Linked DNA regions of Capra hircus: region 2 is linked to region 1. Evidence: chromatin contacts called from public Hi-C data. All regions are on one chromosome and are shown on one strand. Each heading gives the region's core, a stretch centred on a gene start, on an enhancer-like site or on the middle of the called end of the contact. The rest is flanking DNA. Distances are from core to core; before and after follow the strand shown.

Region 1 (5,127 bases), core at 1,403-3,902:
AGAGCAGCTGGCCTGAGCTCCAGCTTGCCTCCAACGGAAGCTCGTGTGCCCCTCAGAAACGACCCTGGCCAATGTCACCGCAGAGCTGAGGCGGTGTTGTCAGGGCTAATGTGAAATCTTCCCGTGGCGCCGATCCTCCGGCTCTGCAGTGCCAGCTCGGACAGATTGAGGTCTCTGTGGCTTTGGTGACCCTGCTTAAGCATTCCCACCGTGTCCCAGCTCTGCTCTCTGCCTGCCTCCCACTGCAGCCCCCCCTCACCTGCTTGGGGAGGAGGGCAGCGCCCCAAGGCTAGGGGCTTCTGCTCAGGAGAGTTGTCAGGCTTCCTGGGCTCGTCAGGCTTTGAGCTCTGCCGGGGTCCAGCTGACCTAGGATACCAGGGGTTGCCCAGAGATGCACCTCATCCCGTGCCTCAGGAAGGGCTAGGGAGCAATTTTGTTATTGTATTAACTTTACTCAGTTAACTCATTTGAGAAACTAACCAGTTTTTACTTTCTGTCTAGAATGATGTATGTGTAGGAGAGTGAGCCGTAACGCTCCCAAAGTGCCTTGTTTTCTCTGATATAAATATATTTATAAGGACCTGGTCCAGTGGATTATTCTTGGGTGTGTTTGCCACATGAAGATGTTAGGGACTAGGCTTGTATGTCGTGGGGTACAGTCTGAAGATGGGGCCCCTTCCCTTGAAGATGGGACAGGAGCTGCAGCTGAGATCTGAGCAGTGGGGCTGAGCCAGACCCCTGAAGTGACCCTTGCCTCTTTCCCTGCTGCTCTCAGGCCCTTAGAAGAGAAGGACACCCAGTTTTTCAGTCCTATGCCTCCAAGCCTGGGCTCACGTGAGTCCCTGCCGGGTTCATGTGTGTAGCACATTAGCTCCCAAAGTGACCTGAGGATTCTGTGTAATTGTTTTATATATACTTCCGAATGCATAAATGCCAACATTTTAAATAATCTGATGAAAGTCTTTGTAACCATGCAGCCACCTCTGGGGGGTGTGTATGTGTGTGTGCGCGTGTGAGCACGCACTTGTATCTGTGTAATGGGAGAAGCAGTTCCAAGGGGGCAACATTGATAGCCACAGGTGGTGGCCAGAGCTCCAGAGGAAGGTCGGTGTGGGTGGGCTCGGAGGCCCGGGGCCTCTGCCTGTGGCTGGTGCGCCTTGTGTGGGAGGTGGGGGTGTTGATTTAGGAGGAGACCCATGGTGGGGGGGCACGTGGAGGCCACCTCAGCTGCCTGGGAAGGGTGTGCTGGGGCAGGGGAGGGCGGGGGGGGGGGGGGCGCCTCACATCAGGCAGGAGAATGCTGATGCTGCCTGCCAGCATCTGGCCGGCATCTTGTCTGCCTCTCAGACCCGAGCAACTTACCTTAAATAGAACGACTTACAATGGAATCCGATAAAAGGGTTAGGCTGCCGCACGCCCCCTCTCTCTCCTGCCTGGGAAGGCGACAGGTCTGAGTTTCTCTTCTGACCCTAAAAAAATGACCTACCCAGGAAGCAACGGTTGTTCCGAGCACAGCTGCTGCGAGTAGCTGTCCCCGGGGGTAATTGATGAGCGGACTCCCTGTTCTGAGCCCAGCAGACAGACGGTGTGGGGCGGCCCCGGGAGAGGGGTGGGAGCTGGGTTGGTGACTCGGCTGGTCACGCCTGCTGTTGCGAGAGAGTCACCCACTGGCATCCCAGGAGAGGGGGCAGAAGTTTTGAATCGTCAGCAAGTGCTGCGCCAGCCACTCTGAGCTCATCGCTGGGGGTGGGGGTGCAGGGGAGGGGGCGCGGGAGCTGCTGGCCCTGGCGGAGCCCCTCACCCCACCCTCCTGCTCAGGCCTGTGTTTAGTCAGCACTTGGCTTCGCGAGGTCGGTGACTGACAGGCAGCCAGACGCCCGCCCTGGGAGAAGACAAAATGGTGGTGTCGGGAGCCGCCCTTGCTGGAGAATTGGAGGGAAGGAATGTGGTTCTGGGCAGCTGGGAGTCTGACTTAAATTCCAGCTCCTCCACTTGGGAGCTTCAGCTCTTTGGGCTAGTCGTGAAAAGAAGGAGCATTCAACTGCTACCTGCCCGAGACTGCCCATGCTTTATTTCACCAACCAAGGGTCCCACTTGACGCTTGAGAAACATGATTCGGAGAGGTTGAGTTGCCTAAGACCACATAGCCGGCCAAAAGCAGAGCTGCAGTTCGCGCAGGGGTCTCGTGTTCTGCCCACCACGCAGCGCAAACCATTTTCAGAATCTTTCCATCGAGGATCATGGTCTTTGGTGTCAGAGGGGTGTGTGAAAGGTTTTCTGTTACAGACTGCCCTACCTACCCGCTGGTGCCTAGTTTTATAAATGATGGTTGATTTTGCTCTCGCTTTGCAATAAGTGAGCTGGACTGGGGGCCCTGCTATCCTAGACCTTTAGAGTTAGAAGTGCCCTGTGCCCTCAACTGCCTGGAACACAGTGGTCTCCCTGTGTATGGGCAGGGGCTTCCAACAGACACAGCTTCAGTATATGCGCACACCTGTTCAGATGCTGGCATTTGTGCACACTCAGACATGGAGACACGTGCACACAGAATCCTATCTTTGTGCAAACAAGAGCACAGAGCAGCACATGGTTACAGGATCACAAGCGCAAGCAAACCACACAGTCCTCAGGAGCCACCCCTCCTGTGCTGCCTCTGCCAGCTCCTCACTGCCCCCTCCTGGCCGCCTGGTGGCCAGGGCAACCTGGCACCACTTCTGTAAGTGCTGCTCCAGGGTGATTGTCAGCCAGTTCCCTCCTAGATCTGGAAGCTAGGAGATGTCTCAGGTGCTCCCCAAAGCCAGCCTTAGCCCCAGGAGAAGTGTCTTATGAGGGGTCTGAAGCTAGAGGACAAAAAAATAAGCCTTTCATGCCCAAAAGAATCTCTTCCTGGTAGAATGCTTGGTACCATGGTGGCAGGCATTCTGCAGAGACACCTTCCCACCGCAGCAGGCAGGCATCCCTGCCCTTACCTGGGGGATTGTGCACACACCTGCTCATGCCCTGTGTATGTATATAAGGAGGAGAAGATTTCCTGGCTGAGAAGTCAGGCCAGGTTTTCTAGCTCCCACCTTGCAGCTCCCTCTGGGCCTCAGCTCCCTCCCCTGTTCAGTGAGAAGTCGCACAGGATTAGGTATTCTGCCCAACACCGACCCCCCACCACAACTCGTGTCTCGCTGTCTTGGGAACTAACCTCTCCCAGACGTGTGCCTGAGTAAAGCACATCCATAAAGATGAACCCATGGACTCCTCAGGCAATCCCGGAAGGACAGCCAATACCAAGCTTTTTATTCCTAGTTTACAGTTGGAAAGGCAGACACACAGAGAGGTACAGCAACTTGCCCAAAGTCACACAGCAAGTTGGCAGCAGGCATGAAAGTAGAAACCCTCTGCTTTCCAATGCCCCTGGCAGTCTGCAAGAAAGCAGAACTCGCTGTGGGCTCAGGCCCAGAGCCAAGGAGACAGGAACTAGAAAAGCAAAGCCAGAACCTCTGTCCTGTCTGGGAGCCCCGAGGCTGAGGAGAACCCAGAGGGAGTACTGGGCTTAGGTATTAGGCAAGTTCCACCACTCCCCGCCCCCAACACACACCCCTCTCCCTGTAGACCGCAGGAACTTCAAACTCCCTGTTCCTCCACAAAGCTGGTGGCTGGCTGTGGGAGTTCTTATTCTGTGGCTGTTTGGGGGTCCATCATGGTAGGCACACACATGCCTGCATTCTGGGTGTGCATGTACAGGTGTGGATGTGTGTTCTCACATGCCTACAGGTAGACCGAGGTGTACATTCATAGGCATGTAGAGCAAGTAAATTTGTGTTTGCAAGCAGATATACATGTGACACATTTGGGCATTTAGGTGAAGTGTGTTTGGAGGTACATATATCAGTGGTCTCTGTATCTGACAGGTGAATTTATCAACATGTAAGATTTTGATTAATGGGGTTTTTCCTGAGTGTGGGTGTGTGCAAATGTTCACATGCATTTGTGTGAAATGGGCTGGAGCATGTCCACCCACATGACTAGTGTGTGTGAAAGTGCGTGCAGCGAAGGCTCAGGTGACTGGATGCATGTGAATCCTAAGTGCCCTCCCACGAGGGTACGATGCCATTGGCCCCCCAGTCCTGGTATAGGGGCACCCTGCCTGGCTCCAGCTCAGCACTGAGCTCATAGCACCCCCGCCCTGCCTCACATTCTATTCCCCAGACCCAACCTGCTTGGCCAATTTGCAGCCTCTCGCTCCCAGCTCCCGAGAAGGCCTGCAGCAAAGTCAAGGGGCTGGTGGCCAATTAGTGAGGGGGTTAATCAGGGATCTGGGGACCCCCCGGGGGGTGGGAAGCCAAGGGCAGACATTAGGGTTGGCAGGCGCCTGAGCTGCATGTCATGAGGCTGGGGGGAGGGGAGGCTGAGCCAGCCGGTTAGTGCTGGAAAGCAAGGGTCTGCCTGTGAATTCATGATTGCTGAACACTGACAGTGAGGAGCCTGTGTGACTGTACACTGTGTGCAAAAGACATGCATGTACACATATATGTACATGTACAAGTCCTTGAATGTTGTCCTGTGTGCACATGTGTGTACATGACTGATGCCATCTGTATGCACACGGGCAGTTTTGTGTCTGTGCCATGGTGTGTAGATCAGTCTGGGTATGCAAGCGTGCCTGGACCTGTGTGCACACATGTATATACAAGTCTGTGTGTCTGTGCGTACGTATTTGTGCAGGGGCATGTGCATACATTTAGGTGTGTGCTTCTGCATGAGAACATGTGCACCTGAGGTTGACATGGTCTGTGTACATGTGATATATCTGTGTGCACAGGTGTTCATACCGGTGTGCAGACGCACTGATCATACGTGCGTGTCTGGGTGTGTGTGCATGTGTGGGTCTTCTCTCAACAGCCAGGAACCTGGACCCCCGCATGTGTGCCTGTGTGCACACGTCTCCGCATGTAGGGAGTTGCGGGGTGTGGGGTTGGCAGGTTTCAGGCTCCAGGAGAAAATCTGACAGACGAGACTTGCCGCAGCCCCCGGCCCCAGGAGCCTGTTTTCCAGCCTGCAGAAGCTGTGAGCCCGTGAACTCATCTTATATTAATAGCTGCTGTCTCCTCACTTATTGCAGGGAGAAGCGGTCATGGC
Region 2 (5,127 bases), core at 1,437-3,936, 170 kb before region 1:
ACAGAGGATGAGATGGTTGGATGGCATCACCGACTTAATAGACATGAGTCTGAGTAAACTCTGGGAGTAGGTGATGGACAGGGAAGCCTGGCGTGCTGCAGTCCTTGGGGTTGCATAGAGTCGGACACCGCTGAGCGACTGAACTGAGACCCCTTCAGACTATGCCGGTAAACAGATATAGCAGTTGGACACTAGGTGGCAGCAGCCACCCACAAGAAGACTTTGCTTGAGTTTGGGGAGGACTCCCCCCCCAACCCTCTCCAAAATACAATTTAAAGAGGCTCCAAGAGAAAGACCAGTCCCCAGATGACTGGGAAACCCTGTAGTGCTTGCTTTCCAGCAATGCCCAACACCTTGGGGGCTAAGAGCACTCAACCTCCCTGGGAAGGGGGCTGCTCAAGCAGCCTGAGGTGGGAGGGATGTGCATGGACAACCCTACCTAACTTCTATTCCCCTCTCACTTACAGAGCCATGGGCCCTGCTAATCTTGGCCCCTGTACCTCATCACCTAATCTCTCCTCTCCCGTGTCTTTCCCAAACTCCTCTTCATCCCACTCCACCTTGGGCTCCCTATCTCCCAGAAGCCATCCTGAATTGCCCCCCAGTTCCTGCCTCAAACTTGATTCAGCTTAGATGGGGTCTTTATGCCGTGGGGCAGAGCCTAATAGGTAAGGATGTTGTGAGGGTGTGAAAGAAAGGGGAACCTGGGCCTTTCCTAGCCTCCCCAATGCTAAAGTCTCACCCGTGGGGGACCAGCTGGGGCAAGATGCCAAAGCCTCATCTATTTGTGTAACTTTAGGTCAGGCTGGGGAGCTGCAAAGGGCCCCTAACAACTTTAACCATTGCTTTCTTTCGTTAATATCTGATCTTACAATGGTTCCCATTCAATTGATAAATCTTTGAACCCAGGGCTTGCCTGTAAGGAGAAGCTACTCCCAAATGGGTGCCTCTGCAGCTGGTCAGCAGCCCGATGATGCCAGATCAATAGATGGAACTATTTAGAGCCCTAGACCTCTTCCATGGCTGTGGTGCCCCCACTCCCTGCAAAGGGCCAACAGAGTGTCCCCCAGATCCCCCCCACTTTTTTGTCTTAGAGGAGGGGCTTGCAGGTGGTGACAGGGAGCTGCTGCTGGCAAAACGACACCACCTGCCTTTTGTCACACGCTGGCCATCACCTCGTATCACCCTGCAGGGCCAAAGGAAGAGTCCGAAACGGGTGGGCCAAGGACAAAGGCACTGCTGAAGGGACTTCAGACACAGGGCAAGACAGGAAAAGCCAGCAGACATTGGACAAAGGAATGTCAGACACATAGATGAAGTGGGACTAGCACAGGACCAGTCGGGGCTGGTGCTGGTAGACGCCGGGGACAGGACAGCCACCATGCATTATTCATCTCCGTGTCCCCTGTGAGCCCTGCACACCTCAGTTAACATTTGTCGAATTTAAGTGCCAAGGGAGGACACACAGACGCCGGGAGAGAAGGTCAGATGGAGAGCTTGGAAGTCACAGCTCCCTGCTTGACCCAGAGGTTAAGCAGTGAGCTTTGGAACGGAACAGACCCTGGTCCAGGCGGGCTCTACCAACTTCTTCAGTCGGGGTCATGGGCCTCAGTGCCCTCATCTCTAAAATGGAAGTGATAACAAAATCATTCTACCAGGTCTTTGCAGGACTCAGGAGCCCTGCGGTGTTCAGAAAGTGGCAGCAGCAGCGGTTCTCCTTCTTGCACTGTCCAAAGACCTCTCCTTGGTAACCAGGCCCTGGCAGTGCACATTCCCATCTGTGGGGATAGGCCAGGCAGGGGGCCGGAGCTAGGGGCTGGATAACAGATGTGACCTGCAGAGGAGGTAGGTGAATGTGCTGAGTCCAGCCCCCTGGGCCCAGCAGGAGCTCTGAACTGTTGAATCTGAATGCTGCTTCCTGACACCAGGAAGAAGTTCAGTCGAATTCAGGAAGGCAAGGTTTTGTGTGTGTATGTGTGTCTGACAGAGAGAGAGATCTGTGGAGAATCCAGGACTTCATGCTCTTGTCTTCCTCGGACTTCTAGAAAAACTAGTCTTTGGTGGAGGTGGCTAAACCCAGAGCTCAGAACTTGAGATTGGGGGTCCCTGAGAGGAGGAGGAGGTGCGGGCGGGCTTTGAGTTTTCTGGAGCAGCCCTCTCTCCATCAACCCTTGCGCTTTACTCAATAGGTAACCTTCTCATGAAGGGAGAACGCCTCCAGATTCAGGGAGCCGGCCGTCTCCTCTTACCTCTTCCTCTCTCATTTAATTGGGACGCCCCAGAAAGTCTCAAGCCCTTTTAGCTAGTCCCTCGATTCCCCCATTCTACTCTTTCCATTCTCAGACCCCGCCCCTTCACTCCCACCCGCAACCTCCGCTCCGGCCAGAGACCCCCGCAGCGGGACGAGGAACGTGGGGAACGTTGGTGATCCTTAGGGAAGAACGCAATCCCCCTTTGGTAAAAGAGGAAGCGCGCGAGGGCTCGGGCGCTGGGTGCCCCCTGAAGGCTCCCGGCCGCGCCGTCGGAGCTGCCGGCGCCGCCCCGCCCGCCCCGCGCGCGGAGCGGCCGAGGCGGGGACTACAAGTCCCGGCGAGCCGCGCGCGCGCTCCCCCCTGGGGTTCCGGATGGTGAGCGGCGAAGGTAAGGCGAGCTCGCAGAGGCAGCGGCGGCGGCGGCGGAGACGGAGAGAGGCAGGCAGGCAGGCAGGCAGGGCGAGGGCGAGAGACGGCGAGGGGAGGGAGCGAGCGAGGCAGACCAGACAGACAGACAGGCGGGCGGGCGGGCAACGCGAGCCACCCGCCAGGCTGCGCTCAGCCCCGCTCGCCGCGGAGAGAGCAGAAGGCAGGAGGAGGGAGGGGAGGAGGGGGAGGGAGGGAGAGAGGGAATCCAGCTACCACCACCCAAAGCCAGCGTCTGCTTTCTGTCCTCATTTCCTTTTCCCACCCAGCTCTGAGAGCAGAGAAAGGCAGAGGGAGCGAGAGATTGAGACAGTCAGAGGGACAGACAGACAGCCAGAAGAGAGCGGGAGGGAGGAGGGCGGAGGAGGAGGAGCAGGAGGAGGACTACGCGGGGCGCGTTCCCTCCCAGGTTTGCAATTGGGGGGGGTGGGGGCGGGGGTGTCCAGGGCTGTGAGAGTGTGTGCGCGGTGGTGGTGGTGGGGGGAGCAAGGGGGCGCAGAGAGAGAACGAAGGAGTGATCGAGGTGGGGGGCGCCGCGGGAGCTGGGGGGCCGGGTCCAGCGGAGTTAGCGGCGGAGAATGTGAGCCGAGGCGCGAGCCATGCTGTCAGCAACGGCGGGCGGCTCAGGGCTCCTCCACGACTCCTCTCCCCAGCTGCCGGGCGCCCGCGTCGCTGCCGCCGCCGGAAAACAGACGCCCCCCGAAGCCCCTCGCCTGGCTCGGACCCACGGAGCCGGCAGCCCAGCACTCCGGTGAGTGGCGCCTCCTCCCCAGCCCTAGACCCCCGCTGGGGACCGGCCGGCCGGGCTCTTTTGTGCAGCGCACCGGGGGGGCCCCGCGCCCCCTCCGCGCGCCCCGGTCCGGTCCGCCGGACCCCGTGGCTGCGGTGCCCGCGGTGCGATCGGTCTTTGTTTCCACCGGGGCCCGCGGCTCGGCTGGGCTCGGCTCGAAGCCTGGCAGGCAGCGCCGGGAAGGGGGAGGGGGAGGTGGACGAGAAGGGGGGGCGGGGAGGGGGGGTTCTCGGGTTTCCTGGCCGCCCCGCGGCTCCCCCGGCTCGGGGGCGAGGTGCGCGCCCAGCGCTGCCGCGCGCCCCCTCCTCCTTCCCCCTCCCTCCGTCTTTGGATTTAAAACTGCAATTTGCTCTCCAGCTTGCTGAGAATGTGGGGGGGGGTGGGTGAAGGGGGGGACCGTGGGAGCGGAGAACAAGGCTGGATTTTAGGAACGGCGCTGGGAAAGGGGGAGACTGCGGAGGGGAGGAGCCCCTCCCCTCCAACCCCCAAATCCCAAGGTTCCGCTTGTGCTCTGGGAGTTGAGGGGCGGGGACCTAATGACCCGGAGGGGGTGTGGGGCGGAGGAGGGATTTGGGGGCGGCCGGGGCCGGAGGGGTTGGGCCGCGTGCCCGGTTACCTGGCGAACAAAGTCGGCTCACTTTTGCATAAATAAATAAATAATCGCCCATCAATGCGTTTCCTCTGAGGCTCTGATTGAATCGGGGGCCCCCTCTTCCCCAGGGCTTGGGGTGCTGAGTGACAGCTGTCAGCCCCCTGGGCCAGTCGCTGGGGGGTGAATCGCTGAATCCCTCCGCTTTCTGGCTCCGGGCGCATTCCCCTGCTGGGTCTTGGTCCCCCGGCAGAGCCAGAGGGGCAGGGGGCTGGCTCCGAGTCTAGGAAATAACCTTGTTTCCTGTTCTACAGGAAAAGGGACGGCAACCCAGAGAGTTTGGGGGCTGGGGATGAAGACTGATGGGAGCCGGAGGGGTTCCCCAGCAGCCTGACCCCCCAGCCTCCTGCCAGGCGCAGGGGCCGGCCGAGGGAGGAAGGATGTGGGCCTTGCTGGCCCGAGGCGGGAGCTGGGGCTGTCCCCGAGGCGGGCAGCGGGCACCGAGCGGGAGGAGGGAGACGGAGAGCAGCGGGGGCGGGAATTCTCTACCGCAGACCCTGGGGGCCGGGGCCAGATGTGGAGGGGTGGGGAGTCCCCCCTCCCTGCTAGCTTGGGGGCCCCGGGGGCTGGGCTGGGAGGGGCTGAGCCTAGTGCCCTGGGTTCTGCACCAAGTGCCTGACTGGCAGGGCCAGCTGAATTTGGGCCCAGGCGTCACCCTGGGAGGCAGGGCCAGCCTGCACCAGCCTGGTCCCTGAGCACAAGGAGGGACCCTTGGGGGGCCTATGCCTGTCTGGCTGGGCAGGCGTTTCCCGCCGGACCAGTTGGTGTCAGGCGGGACTTGGCCCCAGCTCCCTGGGCAGAGCTCAGGGTGTGAGGACAAGCTTTGCCTCTGGGTCAGGGTGGCCACATTTTGTCCGCTGCTGCTGCTGCTGCTGCTGCCTCCGCCGCCGCCGCCGCAGCCGCCGCCGCCGCCGCCGCCGGCGGGGCGGGGGCATGTGCCCGGGCCTGGGCAGAGTCCTGCCAGGAGCATTTGGGGTGTTTCTATTGTTGGCTTGTTCCTGTTCCGTGTG

The links. A called contact is a pair of places that touch in the nucleus more often than the background predicts.
Region 2: a Hi-C map of blood shows a contact between it and region 1, with 2.5 times the contacts expected there. The contact joins the promoter of AHDC1 here to the enhancer-like site in region 1. A contact is called at or near these places in 2 of 5 Hi-C or Micro-C datasets (both in blood).

What each region holds. Positions count from the first base shown.
Region 1 is chr2:10,079,581-10,084,707 of ARS1.2, reverse strand. WASF2 (wiskott-Aldrich syndrome protein family member 2) reads left to right here. Exons shown (of 9, transcript XM_013973964.2): 9 at 1-949. Among named protein-coding and RNA genes, the nearest start is that of GPR3, 8.6 kb to the right of the region's middle. Within about 2 kb of position 2,652, at least 4 of the 5 cell types and tissues checked have an H3K27ac peak or open chromatin away from gene starts, as enhancers often do.
Region 2 is chr2:10,250,748-10,255,874 of ARS1.2, reverse strand. It overlaps AHDC1 (AT-hook DNA-binding motif-containing protein 1), which reads left to right and starts at 2,686. Exons shown (of 7, transcript XM_018056783.1): 1 at 2,686-3,087; 2 at 3,332-3,429.